Linked DNA regions of Canis lupus: region 2 is linked to region 1. The links are chromatin contacts, called in public Hi-C maps. All regions are on one chromosome and are shown on one strand. The core of a region is the stretch at or near the end of the contact, and the rest is flanking DNA. Distances in the headings are between cores, read along the strand shown. Region 1 holds the start of BCL6 (BCL6 transcription repressor). Region 2 overlaps LOC478670 (lipoma-preferred partner).

What was found. A called contact is a pair of places that touch in the nucleus more often than the background predicts.
Region 2: a contact with region 1 is called in a Hi-C map of skin fibroblasts, with 3 times the contacts expected there. The contact joins the enhancer-like site here to the promoter of BCL6 in region 1. A contact is called at or near these places in 3 of 9 Hi-C or Micro-C datasets (amygdala, blood and skin fibroblasts).

What each region holds. Positions count from the first base shown.
Region 1 is chr34:20,305,026-20,308,255 of UU_Cfam_GSD_1.0, forward strand. BCL6 (BCL6 transcription repressor) reads right to left here and starts at 1,945. Exons shown (of 9, transcript NM_001195404.1): 1 at 1,930-1,945; 2 at 926-1,097. The coding sequence starts at 1,086.
Region 2 is chr34:20,866,752-20,869,744 of UU_Cfam_GSD_1.0, forward strand. All of the region lies in intron 2 of LOC478670 (lipoma-preferred partner), which reads left to right. Among named protein-coding and RNA genes, the nearest start is that of MIR28, 290 kb to the right of the region's middle. Within about 2 kb of position 1,515, at least 3 of the 20 cell types and tissues checked have an H3K27ac peak or open chromatin away from gene starts, as enhancers often do.

The DNA.
Region 1 (3,230 bases), core at 695-3,194:
TACTCAATTACAAGTCAGGATTTGGGGCTGGCATCTCAATTCTGCTCTTTCTGAACAGGTTGCCAGCTGTGAGCCAGCTCTAACCAGCAAGTAGCTGTGCAACTTGGGGCAAGATACTTAACTTCTCTGCACCCTGGTTTCCTGAGCAATAGTGTCTCCCTGAGAGGGTGGTGCATGCCTACCACAGAGGAAGCACCCGGTTAGCATTTTCTACTCCTTTTATATCTCTGTAAACCTCTGTTCGCGCCACTCTTAAAACACAGGTGCTCGCCGTAGATGTAGATGTCAAGTAAGGTCTCCGCTAGCAGTAGAGCTCCCCTGCCTTATATCAGTTCACGGATGTGTGCCTTCATTTTATTGTCTATAAAATGGAAGTAATTATGCCTGCATAACACGGAAGGCCTCTGCCCAGATCCAGGGAGATGATGTAATATGAACCAGCTCCGAGAACTCGAAATACTTGACAAATATGAAGAATCAGCTGGCTCCCTCTCCCTTACTTACACACACATAGCCTGAAACACCCCTGGAAAGGCAGTCACGGGATCAAATACATGCAGTTACAGGCTAAAAGGACAAAAGGTTTCACATTCACTGGCTTACAATTTTGTAAAACCCTCTTTCCCTTCTCCTTTTTTCACTGGTTAACCAAAGTTATTCTGCTTGTCCCAAACACATCCTTTCTCGAGACGGTATATGATTTCTACTCCCTCCCTTCCCACAGAACAGAAACTCTTTCTCCAAAAGTGTGCTCATCCATTCGCTTCCTGGGAACCTACTCTGCCCTGCCGCCCATGTGCTGGCCGTCTGGAGACAAACGAGACGTGATTCCCAACAGAGCAAAAGGCCCAGGCGGCCTGCCTTCCGGCCTGCCCACAGCAGCGCTCCCCTTTACACAACCACCTTTCCCCTCCAGACCCCTCACCTGCAGGCCATGAGGACTGTCTTATGGGCTCTGAACTGCTCACGGCTCACCACGATGACAACATCAGTCAAGATGTCACGGCTGCGGAGGCGATTAAGGTTGAGAAGCACGTCACTGGCATGGCGGGTGAACTGGATACAGCTGTCAGCCGGGGAGGCCATTTTGTCTTCACCTGGAAAGAAAAGGGTCGGAGCCTTGTAAGTCATCCAGAACCCGGTTCCTGCTTAGCCGGGGTGTGAAACCAGGTGGCACAGCCTGCTAACCTATGGTATGCAAACCGAGGTCCCTTGTGTTTGGTCTTCGGCCCATCTCTGGGCATTACTGTTCACATCTGTAAGACGGGGAAATAATCTTTCTCTAACGAGTTGGAATAGAAGGCCCTTTCGGGGAAAGCAGAAGTGAATGAATAGCTGTAGCGTGCCTTTTCCCACATATCGAATACTCTGCCAAGCGTCGAGAGGCAGTGAGTGTGTTACAGGGAGAGAAACCACGTTTTGAAGGTTAGCACGCCAGCTTTATTTTATCTTTTGCTAGCTGTGTGACTCGGGGCAGATTGTTTACTCTTTCTGGGCTTCGGTTTCTCCAAATGGGAGGAGTAATACCTATGTGGTTGTAAAATTTAGAGATCTGTGCCTGGTCCATAGTAGGTTCTCAAAAATCGCAGCTATTCTCGGCAGGATCTCATTTCATTATCCCAGCCACCATCTGTTCTTTCCTCTTTTAGGTTTTAGAATGGTCTGAATGTACTTCGGGCACCTAGCACACTGCTGGTGCACAGTAGGTGGCTACCTTGGATCCGAACCGAGAAACGAGTGAAGGAATGAAAGATCACACAAGAGTTAAGATAGTCTAACACAGGGGTAAAGGGGTGAGGGAGAGGGAATCGGCTATCCTTTATCTCGGCTAATGAAAAGCGGCCAAGTTCACAGTAACACATGCATCGGCAAATTCAAAAGAAACAGTTTGTCCACAAAATTTTAAAGCATATAATTAGATTCACTTACCCAATGCCTTGATTCACAGTCCAAAATTTTGCTTAAAATCTGCAAGGAAGAGAAAAAAGCAAACAGAAATTGATTCCATGAATGTTAGATTGTCCACTATAGTCTTATTTTAGGACACACGTATTTAGTTTTACTTTGATAGCTGCAGTCTGCCAGCTGGAGCGGTTTTGCCACAAGCTAGCAAACATTTTTCCAGCTCTGCTCTTACGGAAACAACAGGCACCCGAGCTATGCAATAATCATGTTTTTGCCCTGAGTACTGGGAACACAACTGCATAGATTAATTACAGGTACATATATACATATAGTTCCTTTCTCAAAGTAGAAAAAAAGCATATCATCCGAAGGCCACTTGTGTTTGTAGGAAAGAAAAATATAAGAAAAGTGATTCCTTCAATATTAATGAGAATGATCCTTCGGGGGCCTAAAACTCTGAACAATCTCCAAAATCTACTAAAATATTATCTTTTAAGGCTTAGAATGATTTCTCGAGGTCTACTGGGTCAATATCCTAATCCCTATTTCTCTGGTGACGAAACTGAGGCTCACGGGTTCAAGTGGCTTGCTTAGGACAAAAAGCCAGGCAGTAATTCCTGACTGTCTGAATATTTAAGAGTAAATACAGGATCTGCAGAACAAACCCAGAGATGGCGAGTCTTTGCTTTCCTTGGGTATTTTTGTCTTTTTTCAAAGTTTCCTCTTTCCCTCCTGGGTCTAAGACCAGATACAGTGCTACAAACTTCCAAGCTTGTGCTCCCCCTGCTGGTGAAATATTTAACTGCGTGCTTTAGCTAAGAACTGGCCAGGGAGCACTCCTGAAATATGTACCCGCTCCAAATTGGTTTCTCTAAAACAAAATAATTTTAAAGCACAGGTGTAAGACTCTCATTTATGATCACATGTGGGCTGCAAAGCAAAACAATATCTGAATCCTCTTCCACCACCAACCCTTTCCTTTTTTTTTTTTTTTTAAAAGCGTAGCCCTTTAGAGCTATTTTCCGGGTAAAGGGGCCCGAGGCCAGGGAGGTCATGTTGGGCCACGTAGATGGTTAGTGGCCCGGCCCTAGGTCTTCTGGCTCAAATTCCTGTGCCTTTTCCAAATCAGCCTACGTGCTGTAGAACATGCAAGACAGCACCCTAATGTGGGTGAATCTCATTTTTAAGTTTCTTCCCCCACACAAACACTTTGCCCCCATTCCAGGCTGCTGAATCTTACCAAATGAGCACTCTAAAATGAGAGGTTTCCTTGAGTCTGTAACCAAACACTCTGACATTTCTCTGTGGTCCCAAGTGCCAGTCAC
Region 2 (2,993 bases), core at 265-2,764, 560 kb after region 1:
AGAGGAGGGAAAAAAAAACCTTTTAGAGCCTAATAATTGCAGAAAGAAGACAGTGTTATACCAGCCAAACCCAATTTTGTGAATTAGGGCTTTAACTTGGAGAGTTGTTCCTGAAAATAGCTTGTTTTTAAGCAAAACTTTGTTGGCTTTTGGTGGTAGGCTTTTTTCACCATCAAAGGCACGAATATGGGTGATTTTAAACTGTGACATGTTCCTTGCATTCAAAACCAAGGTTTATGGAGGAAACAACGCCTTTTAAAAAACTTTTCTGAAAAGTTGGTTTTGACTATTATGGCATTTTCTTCTGTTTATTTAGGATATTAGCTTGCTTGCTTGTTGCTTGCTTGCTTGCTTTCTTCTTTTTTTTTTTTTTAAGCTTGAAGAGTCCTTGTTGATCTGCCCAAGCCTGCACTTGACAGATGAGGAAATAAAAATCCCCAGAAGGCTTTGGTAACCTTTTTTAATTCACTGTCCTAGTCAGTGACAAAACCAGAACTAAAATCAAGGTCTCTCATTTACCTGTTTCATAACTTTTTTTTTTTAATAGTATACTCTTAAAAAGAAAGGAGTTATTGGGGCACTTGGGTGGCATAGTTGATTCAGCATCCAATTCTTGGTTTTGACTCAGGTCATGATCTCAGGGTTGTGGGATGGGCTGTGTGCTCAGTGGGGAGTCTGCTTGATACTCTGTTTCTCCCTCTTCCCCTGCTTCCCCCACTCAAGCTCTCTCTCTCTCTCTCTCAAATAAATAATTTTTTTTTAAAAGAGAGGAGTTATTTGCTTCTTTTGATTAGATATAGATAGGTAGATGCATCCATGCATAGATACATGATAAAAGCAAATTTATTTTATAAATAAATTTTACAAGATAAAAGCCTGTAAGTAGAAACTCCTTTACTTTTAAGGTAAGAAGACCCTTCCTAGTCCTTTGGCTGTCATCCAGGTCCTTTGTTACTTGTCGCTTGAAAAATGTATTCACTTCAGTGGAGGAGATATGTGTGAAAGAGAGGCTCATGCCCAGTTTGTCCTCTCTTGGTCTTATTTCCAGCTGAGGGATTCACCCCTGCGAGGTGGTAGTTAACTGGCTCATCACCAGCTGCCCTAGGACTATGGCTTAGTTATCAGCCACCATGTGGTTATTTCTCTCCTTTGCCCCTGCTCCTTCCCAATTTCAGCCTCCTCTTTGCCCAGCACTCATGGCTCAGCAGGAAGGCCATCTCATTCCACAGACAGGAGAGAAAGCTTGGCTCCAAAGAAGACATTCCTCCTGCTAGGTTTAAGCCAGCTGCAGCAAAAGCAAAAGGAAATTCTCATGCCATTGAATTTCTTCCTTTAGGTAAGAGGATTTGTTAGAGTAGAGATCGTGGGATTGTTCCCATTAGAAATCTCTAGTCTGGTACTAGCTGTTATCTGTGCCGTGGGAACATGGACAGGGAAGAGCACTGGATTGGCTGATGGGGAACATGGGTTTTGGGCTGCACTTCTCTGCCCCCAGTCTCTGGGATTCCTGGGGAAACTAAGAGACCTCTCTGAGCCTCATTTGACCCCATCTCTGCAGGGCTTGGGGGGTCATGATTCCCGGAGTTGTTGAGAGGATTAAATGAGATAATGATACAAATAGGCTTTGTAAACCACAAAACACCCTATGAATATGTTATTTATTCCGGCATCATTATCCTCAGCGGTGATAACAAACACATGCACGCTGCTGCCTTTGAGCCAGGTACCATTCTAAGCATCTTACCTCTATTAGCAAACAACGTGGCCAGCAGCTCTGTGTGCTGGTGAACAGCGCCCGGCACCATGGGTCGGGGGGGCTGGTGGTCACCGGGATCAGTAAGGTGACTTTCCCAGGGGGTGTGGGCGTGTCCCTTCCCTCCCCAGGGCCTGAGTTGTACTTTTAGTAAAAGAAGCACTTGGACTCTGGTTCAAAGTCGGGCGCTTCGTGTTCTGGCCTTTGTGATCCTGTGAGGCAGTGATCTGTTTCTCCCAGGCTTAGTCACTGATTACTAATCAGAACTCACATTTGACCGAAGGCTACCATAATCTTCACTTTACCGGTGAAGAATCACTTACGCACTGAGAGTTCAGGAGCTTTGGCCAGGCCGCCCAGCCCTGCGTGTCGGAGGCGGGATGCCCATCCTGCAGGCCAGGTGCCCCCGAGCTGTGGCGGCGATGTAGATCAGCGATCGCGGCTGTGCCATGCTGTCGGGCTCCTCATCCTATCAGCTTCTCGGTTCTCCTTTCTCCTTTAGGTGTGTGTGTGGTGCTTGCTGTCATTTCCCTGCCCGATTAGGTCCCCAAAATCTTGGCTGCGAGGTTTTCAGGCCGGGCCCACGTCTTGCAGCATCTGACGCGGGGCTTGGCACACCGTAGCATCCCCCTTGACCAGCACAGCTTTTCTCTCCACCCTCTAGACCCTTCCAACCCCTCAGGGAGGTCTGCCGCTGGCATCTATTGAAAGTGTGTTTGGCAGAATGACCTTTTCACATCCGAAGCTGCTTGAGGAGGCTGCTGGGCCCCCGCGCTGGACAAGTCTCCACAGGGGAGAAGTGTTTCAAGCTGCAGCCTGTTTGTTTTCTGCAGGGCATGGGCACTCTGACCCTCTCCTGGTTGCTTAACTCTGCCAGTCTTTTGGCTGCTCCCGCTTTGGTTTTGCTTGGAGCGATTTTATTTTTCTAAAGGCCTGGTTTGACTTGATACAGCACAAGATTTGTAGCCTCGTTGCATCTGGGAAAGGAGTCACACCCATTGAAGTTGGGAGAAAATGGACTCTTAGAACCCCAAGGAAATTGACATCAATCTTAGACTGTGGACATCTTCCATCTCTGTGTCTGCCTTCCTTCTTTGTGTGGTGCTGTTCCAAGATCTCTTATTGGGTCCAGCTTTCTTGGATGGTTGCCTTTAGCTCCTAATCCACTCAAGTGGATTTTACTGTTAATATACCAAGAATAATGTGATGCGCTCTGCAGTTCGTTATTCATCCATCTGCG